Regions from separate parts of the Macaca mulatta genome. Here all the other regions are linked to region 1. The links are chromatin contacts, called in public Hi-C maps. All regions are on one chromosome and are shown on one strand. Each heading gives the region's core, a stretch centred on a gene start, on an enhancer-like site or on the middle of the called end of the contact. The rest is flanking DNA. Distances are from core to core; before and after follow the strand shown. Region 1 holds the start of SP3 (Sp3 transcription factor). Region 2 holds the start of SP9 (Sp9 transcription factor). Region 3 holds the start of OLA1 (Obg like ATPase 1).

Evidence for each region. A called contact is a pair of places that touch in the nucleus more often than the background predicts.
Region 2: a contact with region 1 is called in a Hi-C map of fetal cortex germinal zone, with 3 times the contacts expected there. The contact joins the promoter of SP9 here to the promoter of SP3 in region 1. A contact is called at or near these places in 3 of 14 Hi-C or Micro-C datasets (fetal cortex germinal zone, fetal cortical plate and liver).
Region 3: a Hi-C map of fetal cortex germinal zone shows a contact between it and region 1, with 2.2 times the contacts expected there. The contact joins the promoter of OLA1 here to the promoter of SP3 in region 1. A contact is called at or near these places in 2 of 14 Hi-C or Micro-C datasets (fetal cortex germinal zone and fetal cortical plate).

Annotation. Positions count from the first base shown.
Region 1 is chr12:78,865,512-78,868,432 of T2T-MMU8v2.0, forward strand. SP3 (Sp3 transcription factor) reads right to left here and starts at 1,419. Exons shown (of 7, transcript XM_077957216.1): 1 at 400-1,419; 2 at 1-99. The coding sequence starts at 70.
Region 2 is chr12:79,235,522-79,238,442 of T2T-MMU8v2.0, forward strand. SP9 (Sp9 transcription factor) reads left to right here and starts at 1,531. Exons shown (of 2, transcript XM_015110389.3): 1 at 1,531-1,690; 2 at 2,694-2,921. The coding sequence starts at 1,670.
Region 3 is chr12:79,150,609-79,153,529 of T2T-MMU8v2.0, forward strand. OLA1 (Obg like ATPase 1) reads right to left here and starts at 1,394. Exons shown (of 11, transcript NM_001266628.2): 1 at 1,280-1,394.

The DNA.
Region 1 (2,921 bases), core at 169-2,668:
GCTGCAGATACTCGCCGTGGCCGCCGCCGCCACCACCGCCGCCGCCGCTGTCCACGTCCAAGGCAGCCATTTCCTCTTGTTTCACGGGCTTTTCGGGAGCTGCAGGCACAGCGCGGGGGGGTGGGGGTGGGGAGGAAGGCGGGTGGCGGAGAGGGAGGGGGCCCGCGGGCCGAGGCGAAATTACTCCCAAAGCCCGGACCCAGGCCCCTTCCCCTCCCCCACCCGCCCCCCGGCGGCGGCGGCGGCGGCGGCGGCTCCCTCCTCCCCTCCTGCTGCTGCCCCCGCCCGCCGCTGCCTGTAACCCTCCTCCTCCTCCTCTTTCCCTCCTCCTCCTCCTCCCCGCGCTGCCCCTGCCCCCTCTCCTCTCCTCCCCTTTCCCTTCGCGCCGCTCGCTCTCACTCGCGCTCGCTCCTCTCGCACCGTCAGTCACTCACACACGCCCGCCCGCGCCCGCACACAGGGGGATGCGCTCCCGGCGGACCGGGCCGCCCGCCCCGGGGCCTGGCGGGGAGACGGCGTTGCTGGGGCTTCGGGGGTGGACGGTGGCTGGCGGGGAGGGGAGGGAGGCGCAGGGGAGTGCAGCTTTCTGCCTCTCACAGACACTCGGTCGCACACACGGGGCCAGGACCGGCGGCAGCGGCCCCGGGCTGGCTGTGGTCGGCGGCAGCGGCGGCGGCGGCAGCAGCAAGGGTTGCTCTCTCGGCTTTACGTACCGGTCATAGTGTGTTTAGGGCACCTCAGGCGGGGCTCCCCGCCGCCTTACACATGGTGAGGAGCGAAGGCGGCGGCGGCGGGAGAGGATGCGGGAAGCGGCGGCGGACACGGCCGGAGCGGTCCGGGGATTTTTTTTTCCTATTTTGATTGACTGTGCGGGAAACACAAAAGGTGGAGCCTCCAGCCCAAAAGGGGGGAAGAGGGTGACAGCCTGCCCGGAACTCCCGCCCCTCTTCTTGGCCCTCATTCGCCGCCGTGTTCTCCGTCGGATGTGCTCATTGGTCCAGGCGCCCGTCCGTCGCTGTGCCAGGCGGCGCGCTTCCTGTTTGCCCCCCGGGTGGAAGGGGCGAGACAATGAGCGGCCGTGGCAGCGTAGGTTTCCGAGAGCGGCTACGGCTCGCCGGTTACCCCGCTGTGTCCGCCTCTCTCGCCGGCTGCCGCTGCCAGGCCCGAGGCGCAGGCCTCCTCCACCTCGCAGGCGCTCGGAGCAGGCCTAGCCAAGCTGTAGGGGAGCTGAGCTGGGGAGGAAATTCGTCCCCGGTGACTCCGGCTCCACTGGAGGCTACCTCCATCCCGGCAGCAGCCTCGGCCGGATTTCCCCAGGGCCTCGCGCTCTTGGAGCCGCCGCTTGCCTGAGCTGCCAGGAGGGCACCGCCGCTCAGCCCCGGGGCTGCTGCTGCGGCCGCTGCCGCTACTGAGCAAACCAGACCCGCCCCACGAGCCCGGGGGGAGGGAGCTGGTATTAGGGGAGACACCCCCTCCGAGGCTGGAGGAGGATTTTTCTCACACACATCCAGCTTTCTGATTCACAGACAGCCATCTCGCTCCCAGCCCCCTTAGCCCCAGCTTTCCAACCGGTCTCCCACTTTCACGTACCGTGAAGGCAGGCATTTAAAGCAAAAAAATTTCAAGTCACCTCACATACGGAAGGAGAGTTTTAATTTTGGCCAGTGGCACCAAAACGGGCACTTAAAAGTATATTTCATTTTACCTGTGGTATGTGTATGTATCCAATGGGGCAGAATACTGTTTTTTTAAAAAGTCAGTCACATAATCATTTTGCTGCACAAACGTATTATCCCCAGCCTCTTAATCCTCTTGGTACCAAGTCAGATATCTCCTGAAACAAGCCCATCAACCATTGCCAACGTTTTTAAAGTCGTGAACTGGTGAAGTACCTTTTTTCCCCCATTGGAACATTTTTGTTGTATTTTAAAATCTTGTTTCACTCATTGGATTAGGTTAAAACTCCTTCCTTCTTTGGCAACCTTGATATCTTGCTGTCATCCTGGGGGAAAATGCTGAGGTTTTATGTCTGTGTTTTGCCAACTAAGAGATATCTCTCCCTGTTACCTTCAAGTATAGTTGCCAACAAAGAAGTTAAATTCAAGAGGTGGAAACACTGTCCACAATACCTCTTTTTTAGAAATCTGGCTCAAGAATCAGTTTTCCCATTACTGTGATGATTGTATTTTGTGTGATATGTGATGATGTGCTGGTGGATGAGGTTGTGAAGCACTTCAACTAGATTTTGTGTGTACTAACTTAATAGGTAATCCATTTGTGAGATAGCGAGTTTGCATCCCAGTTCCAAAGCAGTTAACCGCCTATGCTCACAGGATCAGAAACATTGTATGGTTACTTTGCTCTTAATTGTACAAAGATCGAATTTCTAGGGAATTGACCTAAAAACCACAAACATGCGGAAACGAGACTCAAAATTCTGAGTCCAAGAATAAGGTTCATCTCTCCTAATAGTAAGACCTTGTAGTCTCATTTAATTGGAAAAATAACTTCAAAGTTGAATGGTATAACCTGTGTACTATTTTACAACAAAAACTTTTAAGGAAATAAAAGTCACAAAATAACCTGATTTGGGGTGGGGGGAAGGGAAAAAGAGATGGGTGCCCTGAAGAGCAGGACAGGTGAAAAGTGAAAAGTAGACTGGGAGAGAGGAAGGGAAGTCACTATTATCACTCTGTTCCTACCTGGATCTGTTGGGTGGAAGGTAGCTCTTTCCCTAGAAAGGATATTTTAGGCATTTTCAGATTTTTTGTTTGTTTGTTTTTTCAGGAGTGGGGATATGTTCTACACTATTGCCATACCATTTTTGCAAAGTGTTAGTCCAGCCACCTAGAGAGCAAAGTATTTGGCCACAGGAATTAAATTCATTTCTTCATTCATACCAGTTGGCAAATGATACAAGA
Region 2 (2,921 bases), core at 281-2,780, 370 kb after region 1:
GCTGGTATTTCTGGTTCAAAAACAGCTTCTGGTTACCCTGGAGAAGAAAGAGAAAGCGGGGCCCAGAAAGAGAAAAACAAGCAGTTCAGCGGTTGCTGGGGGACTCGAAGACGCACCCTGGTCTGTTTGAGGACACCTCTTTTCACACTGACAAGGTCCAGGGAGGACTTCAGGATGCTTCCAGCCTGCAAAATGTGGGGGCGCCCACGTGTGGCCTGGTCCTCCGCCTTCCCGGGTGAAAATCCTGGAGAGATTTCTCGGGCACGTCCGTGAAAGCAGGGCAGTAAGGGGGACCCCACCTCTTAACACGGCGCACTTGCCTTACAGACGAAACTCTAGGCCTTGGCAGTCTGGAGTGGGAGTGGGCTGGAGCTGGGACAAGAAAATTCCACTCCAGGATGAAACGCGACATGCAAATCTTCACCGGGTTAAACAAACAGCCGAGCAAGCTGCAGCTTCAGCGGAGGTGGAGGTGGGGGCGGACGCCGCTCGCGCCGGTCTCTGTTTCCAAAGTTGTTACAGTGTGAAAATAAGCGGCTTCGTGCAGCGTGTTGTATGGGCTGATGCCTCCCACCCCCACGCCAGCCCCCAGCAAAACCCGGCAGATAATCAGCACATCCCACTGTTTAGTCATATTTGACAACTGGGTTAACCTGGTATCTTAGCGCTGGCGAAACCGTACAAAGGGTGCCCTCAATTACCACCAGAAGCCTCTAGCGTGAGTGGCACTTGTATTACCCCCCGGGTCAGAGGCCAGAGCGACAATTAGGAAGTCACTTACACCGCTGGGGGGAAATGGCGGGATGCAGCAGGCTCCAGGCCCTCCCAACAAATCTGTGGATGTAGATCTGTACAGAGAGGCCTATTTCGCTCCTCTCGGAGGAACTGTCCCTTCGTGTCCCCCTCCCCAGTATAACTGTGAGAGTAACATTGAATCTAGTGGAATAAGGAATTGGGTAGAAGACACACGAAAATGATTTTTTAAAAAAAATCCCAAGCAAGAATGATAGATATAAGCTGAAGTTGTGTTCTGTAGGCAAGAGCCTGGACACACAAAGTGAGGGCTGACATTTCCGTCTCCACTTGGGCCCTGCTGGTGCGGGCTGTGTCTGGGTGTCTCCTCCTCTCCTGCCTCCTTTCCTACAAGTGGGGAGTCGAGTAGGACTGTCAGCCCTAACTTGCAACATCTCGGGGTGGTTTGTGTGTGTGTGGGGGGGGGTGCTTGTGGCCCGGTTTCATTGGTACTTAAACCTGGCTTGGTGCGTGAGTGTGTGCAAATTTTTAATTGCACTGTAATTTCTTCAGTCCCCAGCCCGCCCTCGCCCCCCACCCAAGTATCCCCCCCTACTCCCCTCCACCCCCGCCGCCCTAGCTAGCCGACTTGACTGGCACGCGCCGGGAGCCCGGGCCCGGGCCCCTCGGCGCGTCTGATTGGCTGCGGGGCAGCTCCCGTCTGCTCTGCCTGCGCCCTCATTGGGTGAGAGGCGCAGCCAGCGGCACTTCAAAGCGGGTGCTCCTCTCACTTAGGCTGAGTTTAGCCGGCGGGAGCCCGGAGTCCGCTCGGCGCGAGCGCGGGGACGCGGGAGCCGCGCGGGACCCAAGCAGTTTTTCCGAGCAGCCGCCAGGCTCAGCCCCGCTCCCAGCCTCGCTGCGCAGCCAGAGACCTGCTATGGCCACGTCTATACTCGGGGTAAGTCGCAAGCGCGGCAACGCATTTGCTTGTTTTAACCGGAGTAATTTTTCGTTATGGCTTCTGGGGTCTGCGGCTCCCGAGAAACTGTTGCTGCTGGACTGCAGCTTCAGCTTCTATTAGCACTTGCCACATTTCTGGGACTGATTTTTTCCCCAAGTTTTTGGAACCCAGCAGATGCCTTTGCAAGAAAAGGCCTTCTTAATGAAGTCCTTTTTTACTTGGTTTCAAAGAAAAGCTAGAGGTTTCTTTTCTTCCCCTCGTGATTTATACCCCACCCCCCGCCTTGCTTTGGGGATTTTGTTGCAATTATGCGACAGTGGTGTTTCCAGAAAACAGTCTTAATCGTTTTGCAGTCCATCTAGTCACGCTAATAAATATTTACATTTCCGCGGCTCCCCAGTTCGCCCGTGACTTTGAAAATACGTCTCTGGCCGCTTATCCTCGGATTGTTGTTTTCATAATCGCTGTGTTTGTGTGTGTGTAAACTTTAAAACCAAACGTTTTCTATTAAAAAAGAAAAGTCAAGTCGTAGCCACCCTGGGAGTGCTGCAAGTTTCGCCCGTCCCTGGCTGCTGTTTCGGCCGCCTCCGCCCTCGCCCGGTGTTTGTTGTCTCTGGTCTCTGTGTTTACCTTCGCGCGTCACCCCGAAGGGCGACTTGGGGTCTTCTGGGAGAGGAGCCGGTTTACCGCGACAACCCAAGTCCGGTTGTAGTCAGGGTTGCAGCGACTGAGGCGGGGAACACGGAGGCATCTTTGATTTACAGCCTCAGCGAAGAGCAACTTTCCGGCCCCCGGACCTTCGCCGCGGTGATGGCCACTGTCCCGCGCCCGGTGCGGTGACTCTTCCGCGGGCGCGTGGGGAGGAGGCGCGAGGCGGGGAGCTAGGGCCCCCCCGGGAGCAGCCGCAGGGGACAAGGCTGCTCACGGGTGCACTTTCTTTCTTCCCCACTTCCTCCTGCCCTCCTCCTCCTTGCTCCCTCCCCCATCCTACCCACTTTAGGAAGAGCCGCGCTTCGGAACGACCCCGTTGGCCATGCTAGCGGCGACCTGCAACAAGATCGGCAACACGAGCCCGCTGACGACGCTGCCGGAGTCGAGCGCCTTCGCCAAAGGCGGCTTTCACCCCTGGAAGCGCTCCTCGTCCAGCTGCAACCTCGGCTCCAGCCTCTCGGGCTTCGCGGTGGCCACCGGGGGCCGTGGCTCGGGCGGCCTGGCGGGCGGCTCGGGC
Region 3 (2,921 bases), core at 144-2,643, 290 kb after region 1:
GGAGTCGAGACCAGCCTGGCCAACACGGAGAAACCCCGTCTCTACTAAAAAAAAATACAAAAAATTAGCTGGCCGTGGGGGCGCGTGCCTGTAATTCCAGCTACTCGGGAGGCTGAAGCTAGAGAACTGCTTGAACCCGAGAGGCGGAGGTTGCACTGCGCGGAGATCACGCCCCTGGGCTCTGCCTGAGCGACAAAGCGAGGCCCTGTTTCAAATAAATAAATAAAATCTTTGTGGCACCAGGAATCAAAGATAAACTAAGAGTTTAGCTACCAATCTTCCATCCAGACTGCTCACAAAACACTTTATTTCTTAACCTGATACATGGTTATATGAATGAAAGCATTTGGAAGCACGTACATAGATGAGAGTCAAAGAAAATTCCATCTGGAACCACCAGCAACCAAGTCACCCTTCACACAAAACCATTCCTCTATAATCTGGAATCTTATCCTTCCCATTCGCCCACAATCCCCATTTTCACATAGATGAACACCCACCAGATACTGGGGTCCTTCCACCAAGTCCCTGCCACCTTTGGCACTGAAGGTACGGCTCATCAGTCCTCATAAGGAACCTCCATAATCTACACTATGGTTACTATTTCTAATCGTAAATTAATCGATGGAACTTTTTATTTACAAGTAGAAACTTTCTCTGTCCCTTACTAGTTCTGTCTCCAAATCATGCGTGCAGAATTAGTCCCACTCTTGTACTGCAAAGTGAAATCACAAGGACCGCTAAGCTCACGTCTCAGAAGCTGGGAACTAAAACTGTCCCTCTATTCTGGCTGAGAGTTGTATCTCCTAGGACCACGCTGAGGCCAAGCCCTCGTAGTAGTATTCCAGCCTCTGATCCCTGACCCCGAGCGCCAGGAATTTCCCTTCTCAGCGTCCTGACACCTGTTCCTGGCCAACCCCCAGGCCTCCAAAGAACAGACACATGAACAGCGCCTGTCGGGTCCTCTGGCCTACCGAGGGGTGGCCGGCAGCCCACCCAAAGTGGGCCCCACCCCCATCCTCCTCTCCGGACGGGGTCACCGGGCGTCCCGGCCTCGGGAGAAGGCTTTCCCCAGGGTTTTCCCGCGTGAGGTTAGGCCGATCTCCCGACTCGCGGCCTAGTCCGACAGCGCCTCATTCATCCACACACCCCCACGCCACCCGCTGCCCTGGCCCCATCTTGGCCACTGGGCCCGGGCCTCGCGCCAGCCTCAGGGCAATGAGCCCGGGCACCGAAGACCTGGCAGAGATCGCGCCCCCGGGCTCCCTGAGGGCCTCACCGTGCTCGGCCTGGGCGATGACACGGGGTCCCAGCGGCAGCTAGAGAAAGGTCCTGCCGGCAGCCGGAGGCGGGGAGGAAGGAGGAGAGAACGCAGGCCCGGCCCATCCGCCGAGCGGCACGCACGACGGCGGCGGCAGCGGCGGAACGGGCGGGCCGGGCGCCGAGCGGCACCTGCGCGCAGGCCATGGGCCCCGCCCCTCCCCGTTTTGCCCGCGCGCCCCGCCCATTGGCCCGACAGGCCGGGGAGGCGGGAGCAGGGCCGGAGGAGCCCAGGGTGGGAGGAGCCTCGCGACTGACGCAAGGGCTGGAGAGGGGCAAGGCGCTGACCAGGCCATTCCCGGGAGCTCTAGTCTTCCGCTTTAGCACATGGGCTTCTCGGTTCTAGGTCTCCGCTTCCGCCCAGCTGCGCGGCCTGGGTTACCTGCTCATGTTCACTCGCGGGCCTGCAGCCCCGCGCTTCCCCAGCTGGACTGCGAAGCGCCTTGGGCCCTGACTTCCCTCCGGGAGATCCGGGGCGCCTGAAGTCAGGCAAACAGCCACACCAGCCCCGGGGACCGCTTGGCCGCTAGCCCATCTCCCTTTTCCTATAAGTTTATTCGCTCAGTCCGTGCGGAGATAAGCTGTTAACTAAACGTTCTTGAAGGAAAAGGGGCTAAGGGAAACTTTAGTCTAAGGATTTCTTCTTCGCCTTATAGTTAAAGCGTCGCACACAGGTACTGGATCACAGAATGCGTTTAATTGAGCCAATTTCCTCCCTTTTCCTCTTGGTGGTTGAGAGCAGGTGCCTTTGAAATTGGGGGATTTCCAATCTGGATTCCGCCACTCATTGACTGTGTGACCCTAGACAAATTAACTTCGCTGTACTTCAGTTTCGTTCTGGATAAAATGAGGCTATTGAGACCACCTTATGAGGTTATTCGTGTGAGGATAAAATGAGACAATGCGTGTTGAGCTCGTAACAACAGTACCCAGCACATACAGAAAAGGCTTGTGAATAGTCTCTGTTGTTAATATTAGGATTTCATCCCATCTCACCCACACCATGTCAACACCATGAGAGCCACTGGAGAAGGAATTCTTTCATTTAGGTCCTGGCCTTCAGATGCCATTCAGGTTTTGTTGTAATGAATATAATACCTGTCCAAAAATTGTGACACTAGAAGCTCCTTTTAAAGGGATTAGTTGCTATTAATATTAAAGGATATAAACTGGTTGCTATCCTCATGTTACAAGTGAGGGAACAATATCAGAAAGGTTGATTAATTTGGATGAAGTCACACAGCTAGCACATGGCAGCAGCATATTTCAAACCCCAATCTAACTGAAAATCTGGCCGTAATCCCAGCACTTTGGGAGGCCAAGATAGGAGGACCAGTTGAGCCTAGGAGTTGGAGAACAACCTGGACAACGTGGTGAGACACCATCTCTACCAATAAAAACAAAAAAAAATTAGCTGGGATTGGTGGCACATACCTGTAGTCCCAGCTTCTCAGGAGGCTGAGGTGAGAGGACGGCTTGAGCCTGAGAGCTCAAGGCTGCAGTGAGCTATGATCACCTGTATCAGATGTTTTTCTCTCTCTACACTAAGGTGAGAGGTGAGAGCATAATGAGCTTGAGAGCTCTCCAGCCTAAGCAACAGA